2 separate regions of the Mus musculus genome follow, and region 1 is linked to region 2. The links are chromatin contacts, called in public HiChIP or PLAC-seq maps. All regions are on one chromosome and are shown on one strand. Each heading gives the region's core, a stretch centred on a gene start, on an enhancer-like site or on the middle of the called end of the contact. The rest is flanking DNA. Distances are from core to core; before and after follow the strand shown. Region 1 has its middle 16 kb from the start of Gm31781. Region 2 overlaps Sdk2 (sidekick cell adhesion molecule 2).

The links. HiChIP or PLAC-seq counts read pairs in DNA pulled down with a chosen protein or histone mark.
Region 1: a contact with region 2 is called in an H3K4me3 HiChIP or PLAC-seq map of embryonic basal ganglia, with 6 times the contacts expected there. The contact joins two enhancer-like sites. A contact is called at or near these places in 1 of 484 Hi-C or Micro-C datasets (cerebral cortex), 4 of 115 datasets of contacts at active chromatin or transcription factors (embryonic basal ganglia, embryonic forebrain, embryonic hindbrain and 1 more) and 1 of 9 other capture datasets (embryonic stem cells).

Annotation. Positions count from the first base shown.
Region 1 is chr11:114,638,905-114,644,839 of GRCm38.p6, reverse strand. No RefSeq gene overlaps it. Among named protein-coding and RNA genes, the nearest start is that of Gm31781, 16 kb to the right of the region's middle. Within about 2 kb of position 2,424, at least 32 of the 459 cell types and tissues checked have an H3K27ac peak or open chromatin away from gene starts, as enhancers often do. A contact at or near this core is called in embryonic basal ganglia, where this site is marked.
Region 2 is chr11:113,988,403-113,994,749 of GRCm38.p6, reverse strand. All of the region lies in intron 1 of Sdk2 (sidekick cell adhesion molecule 2), which reads left to right. Among named protein-coding and RNA genes, the nearest start is that of Gm51929, 50 kb to the left of the region's middle. Within about 2 kb of position 3,994, at least 88 of the 459 cell types and tissues checked have an H3K27ac peak or open chromatin away from gene starts, as enhancers often do. A contact at or near this core is called in embryonic basal ganglia, where this site is marked.

The sequences.
Region 1 (5,935 bases), core at 1,175-3,674, 650 kb before region 2:
AGTCCTGGGATTATGAACAGCTTAATGTGGTGGTGGTGGGGTTTCAAACCCAGGCCTTCATGCATGATGACAGGTGAGCCCTCACACTGAGCTGCCTCCCCAGCCCCCTGCTTACTTTCTGATCCCTTCCCTTCCTCTTTCCATAGACCTGCTGCTGAGGCTGAGGGTTCTTGGCAGTGAATGTATATCCTGTTGGTCAAGCAGAGCTATGGTTTATGCCTGGTGCCCAGCCCGAGAGTTCACGAGTTCCTCTCACACTTGGAAGCTGCCCCAGACTGAATCCTAGGCTATATAGTGATCCAGTGACCTGGGCATTTCTATGCCCCAGAAAAGCCCCTGACTAAAGGCCACCACAGCAGTGAAGAGAGAAGTAGGACGAGTGAGACACTGGTCACCTGACTGGAAGACTCCTGGGCCCCAGGTCCTGACACAGAATGTCAGAGGCTTCCTGGAGGAGGGGGCTTGGGCAGAGACATCAAATAAGACATCAACAGGTCAAGGAGAGACCCTGAGGACACTAGGGGGCAGCATGGACCCTCTGTGGCTGGGGATGGTGAGGCTATAAAGCCTGGGACTGAGACAGAGGGGCTTGTGGATCACGCTCTATTAGAATATGGCTGTGTTCTATTCTAGAGGTGACAGAGACAGGGACACACACAGGCTTCTCAGAGTGTGTCCCAGAGCTGGTGCCAGTCTGAGCACTGCTCATCATCTGCTGACTAAGCAGAGGGGGTGTATTCAGCAGTTCGCATAACTTCACAAAGCAATCTTGTGTCTGTTCATTGAATAAGGATGCAACGCAGGCTGTACTTCCTGTGTTCTTGAGACAGCGGCTCACGATGGACCTCACACTCACTTTTGAACTAGCAATTTTCCTGTCTCAGCCTCCTACGTGCTGGGATTGCAGGTGTAAGCTACCAGGTCTGGCTTAGAGTTCATCTTTCTTTAGCAATTTATTCCTTTTTTTTTTTTTTTTGTTTTGTTTTTTGTTTTTTTAAGACAGGGTTTCTCTATGTAGCCCTGGCTGTCCTGGAACTCACTCTGTAGACCAGGCTGGCCTGGAACTCAGAAATCTGCCTGCCTCTGCCTCCCAAGTGCTGGGATTAAAGGCATGCGCTACCACGCCTGGCTAGCAATTTATTCTTATGAAAGTTTCCATAGCATTGTTTTGGGAAGTTTATTTCTGAAAAATATTAAATGGAGAGTTCCCTCCCATGACCTGACACCACATAGCTGGGCTACAGAAGACCTTGTCTTAGTTAAAGGGTGGGAAGACTAGAGATGGCTCCACATTTAACAACACTGGCTGCTCTTCCAGAGGATCAGAGTTCAATTCCCAGCATGCACACGGCAGCTCACAACATCTGTAACTCCAGTTCCAGGGGATCTGATGCCCTCTTCTGGTTCTATGAGCATATATACACACACACACACACACACACACACACAAAACAACGAACGAACAAACAAATAAACAAAAAACCCTTTAAAGATACTTAGAATAAGTGGAAATAAGGTCAGACACAATGGCTCATGCTTTGTAATGCTAGCACGCAGGAGACTGAGACAAGCAAGCTTGCTGGCCAGTCGTCTTTTTTTTTTTTTTTCCAAATAGTGTCGTATAGCGCAGGTTGGACTGAGACTCACTATGTAGCCAAGGATGACCTTGAACCTCCTGCCTTCGTGGGAGTCTGGTATGCGGTGATTATTGGCACGTGGCTTATAAAATTCTGGGAATGGAATCTCAGTCCTGTGCATACAAAGAAAGCAGCCAGCAACTCAGCTACAGTCTCAGCCTCTGAATCACGACAAAAGAATTCAGTCGAGGATACAGTTCAATGGAGAAGGACTCCCCAAGCATGCACGAAGTCCTGGGTTCGATCCTCAGCACTGAAAAAAAAAAAAGAAATTAAAGTATTGATCTGCCATGAATCAGAAGCGAAGACTCCACTGTCTGCTACCTGAGGAAGCCAAAGAAGTATGGCAAAGAAGTATGGACACAGGTCATCGTTCAAGTGAGGATGCTGGGCCAGGCAAGGGGAGGGGCAGCTTAACCTGGTGCTGTGGGTGAGTGGGAGGATGTCTGGGGTCTCTCCCTACTCCCAGCCATCCCACTGCACAGGGACTTGGGAAAGCTGCAGTTTTTCTCCAGGGAGGTGGAGGAGGGGTAGGGAGGGGTGGAGAGGTGAGGGGGGAAGGGGGGCTAGGGAAGGGACTGTTAGGGGGAGGGGGGTAAAGTCTGGTTCAAGATGAGCCTCTGAGAAATGATGACTCTAGAAGTCTGTACCTCAAACTCCAAGCAAAGCCATCTGTGGGAGTGCACCCTCTGCCCTTCTGTTCCAGAGACCCCAGTGTATCTGTCCATCACAGGTGTGCCCGCCCTCTGGGAGGATGGAAGGGCGGTGCTCCACCGGCCTCTGCCAATAGGAGAGGAGATGGATCGGGAGGGCTGTTTCCTTGCATACAAAGGAACCCAGAGGGGACTGAACCTCCGGCTGGCGGCTGTCTGCCTCTGACTGGCACTAGGGTGGATGCTGTACTTTCGTACACAACCGTTGTCTCTGGGAACTTAAAGGGCATGCACTCTGCTTGGCGGTCATCTGAGAGCTTTACGAACGCAGCTACCATAATCTTGGACGTATTTGTAGCCTCTTGTATCCACCCAGGGAAAGCGAGTCTCTTGGAGACAGCTTCTTTGTGGTGTGGCTTCCAGACTTAGGGCTCTTTGCCTCCCAGACTTAAGCTCTCAGCCTCTGAACAGGCGCCGTAGGAAGGAGATGCCTGAGTACAGCCGGTTCCCGTGAGGTGACAGTGATGGATCTCTCACCTTGTTGCTATCACATCTAGGTTAGCTACTTTTCTCAGTGCTGTGACAAAACACCCAGCAGGGACAGCTTAAGAGAAGGAAAGGTTTATTACGGCTCAGGGTTTCAGAGGGATTGTGATAGTTCATCATGGCCGGCATCGTGGCGGGAGGCGGGGCAGAGCAGATGCTCACATACTGTTGGGTGAGACAGCAGAGCAGGATGGGACCACTGCTGGGTACAACCTTCAGGGTCCTCTCTGCTAATGACCTCCTTGCACTGGTGAGGCCCCACTACCTAGGCCAGAGCTGCTGGAGCCAGCCTGGAGGAGGTGGCATGGTCAGCTGACCTGGGTCTTCAGGTCCTATTGGTTGGCTATTGCGTAGCTAAATAAAAGAGCCGTGGGAGAACTGGAGTCCTTCAGGCCTTGGCTCCTGCAGTTTCTAAGTTCAGTATTTGGCTCCTAGGCCTGAGGCTGGGTGGGGCCCAGCTCAGGATCTGAGGTGGAGAAACAGAAAGTAAGGCGGCTCTCTCCTGGATAGCTAAGAAACGTTGGGGAGAGGCGAGGCGAGGCGTACAGAGGTGCTGAGAAGGATGGTGCTCTCATGGCATGAAGAGAAAAACCCTTGCTAGAAACTTCCAGAAGAGACTGGGCTTTGGAGAGAGTCTGGGAGGAAAGAGAAGGAAGCTGTTGGCAGGGGCCCAGTGGAGGCTGGGCCTACTGGGCCGACCAGGATGGCTCCTCTCCGTCATTTAACTTGTATTTTTCTACTGGTGGTATCACTCACTTGAATGCAGATCATAAAAATTACAATTGATGTTTCAATTAGTTATAATTTACGGAGTGATTACATTTAATTTCTCTTTTATTGTATTTTAATGGCTTCAAATTTCTTGTTGATGAGATTCTGCCTCATGATCTGAAGTCACAGGCCACGGGGTGGAGACTGGGCTCCGGTTCTCATCGGGGCAGGTGGGCATGGCCCACTTCTGGGGCCCCTTGCTCCTGCTGGGGTCTCCTCAGCTGACCCAGAAGCCTCCCAGCCTTTGAGGCCCGGGCTGAGGTATTTGGCATGGAAGTAGAATCGGCAGGGTATGCAGGCAGCAGGGTGTGCAGGCAGCAGGAGGAGCTTGGGGCTCCGCTGCCCCCAGCTGTCTTGATGGTCTTGCTAATGGGGAAGGAGATTTGTTTGTTCTTAAGAATCTGGCAGATTGAGGCAGGGAAAGAGGGTGGGCCAGGAGGTGGAAACGGACTCTGAATCAAGACAACTCAGGGAGAGGCTCAAGCCTGAAACCCAAGTGCAGAAAGACTGCTAGGTGTGTGTGTGTGTGCTCGTGCGTGGTGTGTGTATGTGTGTAGTGTGTGTGTGTGTGTGTGTGTGTGTGTGTGTGTGTGTGTGTGTAAACCGTGCCTAGGACCTGCAGAAATGGCTTAGTGGTTAAGAGAATTGTCTGTAACTCCAGTAGTTCCAGAGGATCAAAGGTCCTTTTTTGGCCTTCAAGGACACAGGCCTGCACATGATGTACAGATGAAGGCAAAACACTCATGTATGTGTGTGTGTGTGTGTGTGTGTGTGTGTGTGTGTGTATATGTATATGTATATGTATATATATATATATATATATATATATATATATATATAGTCAACCCCCAAGTCAACCAAACCAAAACCTGCCTTCCCTCTTTTCTCCCTGGCCTAGGGCAGCAGGTGGCTCAGTTACCTGTTGCTAAATAAATACCAGGGAGGTGCAGAGAGCCCAGGCACTCTTAGCCTCAAGCCTGGAGAATGTTCTGGATAACAGCTCCAGCACCACACCCTTTCCTACTGAAGCTCCAGTTATTTGGAGAAAGTTCCTTGCCATTCCACCTCTGTCTGGCTTGAAGCTGGGTAACAGCTCTGGGGTTGTCTAGGGGCGCTCAGCTGCCAGCTGCCGAAGAAGGGCCCACACTGAGCCCACACTGTGCCGTGTACAATAGTGGCTTTGCAGCTCTGCTCAAGTCTGGACCCCAGCCCTGCTGCGCAACCACCCAGGCTATAGAGGATGAGGGACAGGGCTGCCCCTCTGCGGAACTGGGTAATTGGAGACAAGCCTCAGGGCGTCCCGGCCGCGCTGCCACAAGGTAGCGCTCACCACGCTACTGGCTTTGAAGGGGGCTTCAAAGAGTTTCCAGGAAAAGCAAGCTGGACTCTGTCAGCTCTGTGAACGGAGGTGGGGGGTGGGGCTTCCCCAGGTGGTAGGCAAGAGTCAGAACATCAAAGTCGCATGAACCCCTGACCTGCGGCCGGCCGCTAGAGGGGCTGCGGGACATTTGCTATTAAAGGGGATCCAGGGTGGGCCGCGGCGGGGCCAGTGGAGCAAGCAGCTGGGCTCCCGGTTCTCTGTCTACAGCAGGCACTCCGGGCCCGATACACATAACTTTGTCTTCTGCTCCCTCTTCTACACAGTCAAGTCAGCGGGAGGTGGCAGATCGATTGCCAGTGTGGCCCTGTCCTGAAAACCATAATAGAGAAGAGACGATGTCTCAGAGAGTGAAGGGTTCAGGAGGCAGGAGAAAAGACTGGCTGGTGTCTGCGCTTTTTCAAACTTCAGACAATTAAATTAGACAAGGAGAGTGAAGACCCAGCCAGGGGACCCTGTCTTCCTGACCCTGTCATAGTCTTAGGCAAAAACCAAAAAACCCAAAAAACAAAAACAACAACAACAACAACAACAAAAACCCAAAAACCAAAAAAAAAAAAAAAAAAAAAAACCAAACCCAGCCTGCTCTTGTGTGCTTTCCCCATGGCCCAGGAGGTCTGGCTCCTTGACAGTTTCTAGGTCCCCCGAGTGACTACAACACACTCCAGGTTTTCCTAATTTATCAAATGTGAAGGGGAGCGAGATGGTCATAGGTCAATTCCACTGAGGGATTTATTATTTATTTGTGAGACAGAGAGCGTCCTTGTTGTCAAGGCTGCCCTGGAATCAATCCACCCTGTAGCCTAGGATGGCCTTGAACTACCTCTAGTCTTCCTGCCTTCGCCTCACCCATGCTGAAATTATAGGCCTGAGGTACCATGCTCGCAAGATTTCTCTGCTTATTTAGACATTATCCGAATGGGCTAGGAGTTTAAAAAATCTCCCCGCTA
Region 2 (6,347 bases), core at 2,745-5,244:
TTATAAACTTAGCCACACTTTGTCCCGCCCTCCCCATTCCATCCTTCCCTCCTTCCCTTTCTTCCAAATGAGGTTAATTTTAGAATAAGTCCCTCTCTGTGTTTGCCTGAGCAGGGTCGCTTGTCATTCATAGAGATTCTAGAAGGTTCTAGAAGAAATATGGTGGAGCTCCATGCAGAGGTGATCACACACACACACACACACACACACACACACACACACACACCACACCCCTTTGGCTCTTTGGGCTGGGAGTCTTTGCTCCCTGTCAATACCCCAACAGAACGTGAAGGCTCCCTGTTTGCAGCCAGCCTGTACCCCCTTCCCCTACACCATTTGTCTGCCAGGAGTCAGGTGATGCTGAGGGGCCCTAAGGCTGAGGTCTGCAGCTGAGGCTGGTATAGTCAGGGTGCAGAGGAACAGAGCAGCAGAAAGAAGAAATTCCTAGAAAGAGAAAAGATGGGGGGGGGGCAGGGAAGGGTGGGTACTAAGAGCATAGGGTGAGAGGGTGTTTATTGCCATTCCTGCTGTGGTAGAAGTGCCTGTGCCTCTGTGATGCCTGCTGAAGGCAGGAAGTCTAAGGCTGTGACCCATTTAAGGCTGTGACCTTGACCTTGATGAGGTAGCCTGGGCCCAGCAGGACCAGCCGGTGTGCATGGCGCATGTGTTTGCTATCCCATGAGCTTCACCCGCTTAAACATGCCTGTTCTGTGGACCGTAATCACGCTTCCCATTTTAGAGGCAAGGAGACTAAAGCGCAGAGAAATGGAGTGGCTCACCTGGGTCACACAGCTAGGACATTCTGGAGAATTTAGACTCATAGCTGGCTTCATAGCCCCTTCCCCACCCCTGCCCCAAGCTCTGCATTCACTCGCTGCTGCCGGGACTCCCCAGGCTTGAGAGGAAGATCTCACTGAGGGCAAGTTTGGCTCTTCTCTCTCAGCCTCTACCCAGACGTAGGCTAGGACCAGATGGCTTGTGTGGTTTAACTCTCATGATGCTCATCAAGCATCTAAGACTATGACTAAGAAGGACTTGTCATGATAATCATTGCCCCATTGTACAAAGGGGGCAGACCTGGCTCTTCAGGACAGGCTGCGACCACGCCTCACCTCCCCAGGACTCTTCTGCTTCTTCCCCCACACAGCTAAAGGGAGCTGCTTGCTTCATCTGGTCCTTCCTTTCAAACCCAGACCAGGCTCACGGGCTCCCAATATGGCTCGGGGCATCTGCGGCTGGGGCTTTTAAGCTCTTCAGATCTGTTTGGGAAGAGTCCCCTGCTGCATCTCTTGGCGATCACCTCCAGGGCGACTGTGCTTCTGTCCTCCTTGTCAGGAGGGTACTACCCACCCCATGTCATTTTCGAGCCGTGACTCCCACAGGGTGGCATTGCCTTGCCAACCGTCTTCCTAGCCCAGATCCCCTTCTAAAGCCCTGAGCACATCCCTCTAGTCCAGGAACCCACTGACCCCCTCTGTGTAGCCACATCTCCACCTCTCTGCAGCAGGGACTGTGCACTGCCTCTGAACAGTGGGAGGACGGATGCCTCTGCTTTCTCATCCCTCCGTCTCAATCCCGAGGCCCTTTTCCTTTGGTGCGAAGCTCGGAGGCCTGAACCCTCCCCAGGTGTTTAGACTCCGCATCGTTTCAAGTCGTGTTTGCATTTTATAAAAGGCAAGCCATCCTGTCTGCAGAATATTAAGTGGCTCAGGCAGCTTTGGGAGACAGACTTGTGAATTCATCGACATCTGCCTACAGGATCTCGGAGCTCCTCAGACCCACAGTTGTCTCCCTACCTAGGCCCTTCTGCATCTTCCCCAGCTGAGCTCTGAGACTGAGACAAAGAGGCAGCCCAGCCATGCTTGACCAATGGCTGGGAGAATTGCCTCTGAGGCCCAAGGCAGATGCCTGGCTGGGACCTTAGGCAAGCAAGCACCTTTCTCTCACTGGTCTCTTTTAGCATCCCTGGTACAGGAAGGGGTCAAGGACAAACTGTGACATATTCACAGCCTGTTCCTCTTGAGTGCCTAGCTCAGGCTGGCCCACCCATGGTGCTGAGAATCGAATTCAGGTTCTCTACAAGAGCAGTGTGTGCTCTTAATCACTGAGCCATCTCTCCAGTCCCTAAACTTTTCTTAATAAACTCCAATTTTGCTTCTAAATTGAAGACCCAATGAGTTCCAAAGTCACTATAGGAAACCCTGGTATTAAATAGATGATATTCAGGGATAAGGCCTTGACATTGGAAATGGTGAGCCAGTATCAGCCTCCCTGTGGGTGGCGCCGCAAACTCCGAGCACTGGCTGCTGTGACCAGTTCCTCTCCTCTAGCTCTAGATCTCTGATGAGATCTAGAAAGAGCACACACCAGTCCTGGAGATTGGGTGTCTCAAGTTCAACACTGCTTCCGTGCCTAGAGGAGAGAGCCATGAGCTCGCTTCTCCCCCATCCTGCAGTCTATCCATTCAGAGAAGCACTGTGAAGCTGTGACACCTTCCCTGGACCCAAAGGATAGGGACGCAGTGTAGCACAGACTCAGCCCAGATAGTGCTCCTCCTCAACAGCTCCTCTGCCAGTGACTGTCCCTATCTCTGAGTGCCAGCCAGGAGACTGGGATGAAGCACTCGAAACGGAGAGGCTTGCCAGGCAAAGAATTAAAGTGCAGAGTAAATGAAACCAGAGCTAGACATGCCGGGGGCAGGGGGGGGGGGTCAGTTCCAAAGAAGCTCTGCCAGAGACACAGCCCACACCACCACGCCACGGCGGCTGGCACCACGTTAACATCAGCTGCAGGCTCTGCAATCAGCTGGGCCAAGTTCAAATCTTGCTCCCCCCACAGCCTACTATTGTGATCTGGCACAGACCACTTAAGACGTGTGTCTGTTTCTTCCTGTCACTGACATAGGTGTGGCCCAATGAATGGCAGGGCACTTGCCTAGTGTGTGCAAAGCTCTAGTTTGGATGCCCAGTACATAGAAAGAAGGAGATAAGAAATGTAAACATGGGCATGGCGGTGTGGATGCTAAGAAGTGAGTCCAGGTAGCAGGCAATGGACACCCAGTGCATGTGGCTCCTTGTAATGATCTGACTTAATATAGAGAGGCTAAAGACTGAGGACCAAGGGACCTATGTGCCATGAACCCTTATTCCTCCAGCAACAGGCTGGATCTATTGCACGGTGTCTCTGCCCGGCTTTCTTCCCTCCTCCCAAATGATGCTTAGCTCTGGTTTTGGCTCAGATCCATAGGATGCCAGTCTGAGAGGTTGGGAGCTCCTGGATTGCTCCGGCGGTGCAGATGACCCTGCATTGCTAGGCTCCTGTGTCACATCCATGAACACAGCAAAGGGAGTCAGAGGATCACCAGGAGAGACAAAGTGAGTCTGGGTTCACTCCACGACTCTCAGTGGCCAGGTGCAGACACACCCTCCAGCTGTGACTCCCGCCAGCCCCCATTCCCCAAAGCTTGAGGATGTCCACCTCCATCACCCCAACCCTGCCGCTGCTTATGACACAGATGTCACCAGTCCTCACCAAGCTGCCTTAACATGCGGGAATTCTATCTCAAATATGTTGCACAAATGAATAATAAAAACAAAGGAAAATTACCCTCTTTATTGAAACTCATTTTATGAATAAAACAATTATTCTGGTAATTGAAAAAATGTGTCGTTAAATTAAATGCAGTGGTTCCTATTAAAATTTTAGTGCGTTTTTGCTGCTGCTGGCTAGAGGCTGGTAATTATAGTCAAGAGTTTTGCTTTCTCTTTATTGTTTTTTAATCTCTCTGTGCTTCGGATCTCCAACGATATTTTATGTCAAAGAGATTTAGAACTGTGCCCCCAGAAAGGGGGGGGGGGATAAAGCTGGCCGGGGGGAGAGGCTAGCAGGGGGACTACAGCGACATCTGCTTCTGACTGGAGCTTGCCTGTCATTCCAGATGTCCAACAGTTTTGGTTGGTCTCCTCACCCATCTATCAGCCTGGCATCCAATCACAGCTCTCTTAATGCAGCTCCCGCCCCCTCCACTCTCTTCCCTGCCTCTTCTCAGTTTAACGGAATCTTCATGCTGAGGGGAAGCCTGGAGTAAGGTGCCCAGGATGCCTGGGTCTCACTGCCTCTTGGAATCTAGGTTCGGAAGGCAGCCTGGTGAAGTGGGTGGGATCAGCCTGCTAAGGCTCCTCCTTCCTTAGGGGCGGGGCCATCGTAGAAGGGTATGTCACCTTGGTGTTTGTAATCCTATTGAGGAGCAGGCATGCCCCTGCCCTTTCTACCACTTTATCCTTAACTGGCAGCCTAGCCTTTTTCAATTAAGTTGGGGGAAGGAAGGGAAGGAGGGCTGCATTGCAGCCTGCTTGGTATAGCATGGACCAAAGAGGAAAATGGGCAGGAAAATGCCCTAGAAAAGATCTAGGCTTCTTTTCCAGTCCCTACTGCACTCTCTACACACAAATAGCAGGCGAGCCCCCTTCCCCACCCCTCCCTCCTGGCCCAAAGCCTCACCGCTAGGCTTTGGCAGGAGCCTCAAGACTCCTAGGCTGACTTAGCCCCACTATGACTGCCCTTGATGTGTTCTATTTTTTCTGGCTCTGTTCTTTGTCTGGGAGATTGAGCTTCTGGTGGGCAAGGTCTCTGGCCGTGCGAGGTGCCACTGGGAGCTTGATGGATGGAACTGGGCTGGGAGCATCCTGACATTTATCTCTAAGACACCAGGAGCTGATTAGGAGCCAGATGTCGTTGTCCAGCGATGTCGGATGAGGCCTGGGTACCAGGCAGTAAGGAAGGCAGCGTGAGCCAGAGCCGGGCATGTCATCTTGCTCCCCTGTACCCACCTAGGCTATTCTTTCTTGGATCCATTTTCCTCAGCTTTGCTACAGTCAGCCTGAATTGCAAGGAACTCTCTTCTCAGTTCCTCGGGCTCTGAAGTTACCTGGCTGCAAGCTGGGTTTAGTAACAGGAGGCCCTGGCCAGATATGGGAAGCGGAGGAAAACAGATGCTGGGTTTTCCCCCATCTTTTATGTCTATACTGGCACTCCTGATGGCTATGTCTGGCTCATGACATCATCTCTTGGTGGGCTGTAGACTCACCCTGCTTCCTCCCAGACCCCAGCACCTTGAAGAGATTCAGGTTTTCTAAATTGTCAACCTCTTGGTTACTATGTTACCCCCATTTGGCTTAGCAGCCCTCCCATCACCCATAGATGGTTCCCTGGAGTAAACTTCAGTCTTAATACAACAGTTAGATCCTGTTTTCCTCCCTGGACTCTGGTCAGATACCCACCCTGGCTTAGACAATCAGCTGAGGATGTGAGAGGTTCTGATCTCACAGCCTCCCTCATCCCACTAGCTTCCTTTCAGAATGGTCCATCACCAAGGTAAAGATGTGGTGTGATTTCCATACTGTCTCTCTGATTATTGCCAGATGTCAATCCATCCACCCCAGGACAATTCCTCGGCTTACAAGGATAAAGTGGTTTCCCCAGTAGGCCGAAGGGTGTGGCATCTCCTGGACAGGAAGCATCCACCAGGAATAGAGATCACCACTGACCATGGAGAAGAGTGGCCAGGAAGCCAGAACCTCAGCCACCTGCCACCTCCCTTGCCCTTTACCCTACACATATCCCATTGTGATCTCTAGCAATCATAGCGCCAAAGCCAGTTAGCTCACTCTGATCTGGAAATGCCCAGGATCTCAGACCAAAGAAGCTCATGGCAGCCTTAGAGGAGCTGGGTCATAAGGAGTAGGTCTGGGTGCTGCAGTCAGCTGGGATCCCCAGAAGTGCAGGGCTCAGTGGCATGGAGGCATGATGCAGAATTGCAGGCAGGTGACAAGCAAGATCTAGAGTTCATGTGTGTATATGTGTGTGTGTGTGTGTGTGTGTGTGTGTGTGTGTCTGTCTGTCTGTCTCTCTGTCTGTCTGTCTGTCTGTCTCTGTCTGTCTGTCTGTCTGTCTCTGCCTCTCTGTCTCTGTCTGTCTCTGTCTCTCTCTCTCTCTCTCTCTGTCTCTCTCTCTGTGTGTGTGTGTGTGTGTGTGTGTGTGTGTGTGTGTGTGTGTGTGTCCCTAGCAACATTAACTGTCACAATCTGGCCTTTGGTCTCTACCTGCCCCCACCCCACCCCACCGCTTCAGTTCCTAAGCTGCAGCCAGCATGATCTTTGGATATAGAAATCAGTTACCCTTTGGTGCCTCCCAACTTCCTTGATTACTCCTCGAACTACCCCTCTCACTACTTTCCCAGGATCTCTGCTCACCCTGGTGTACCTGGTGTCGCCTCTGCAGACAGAGTTACTATGTTTCCCACCAAGGCACATGCTACTTCTGGTTGGTGTCTCCCACGTGTCCTTCGG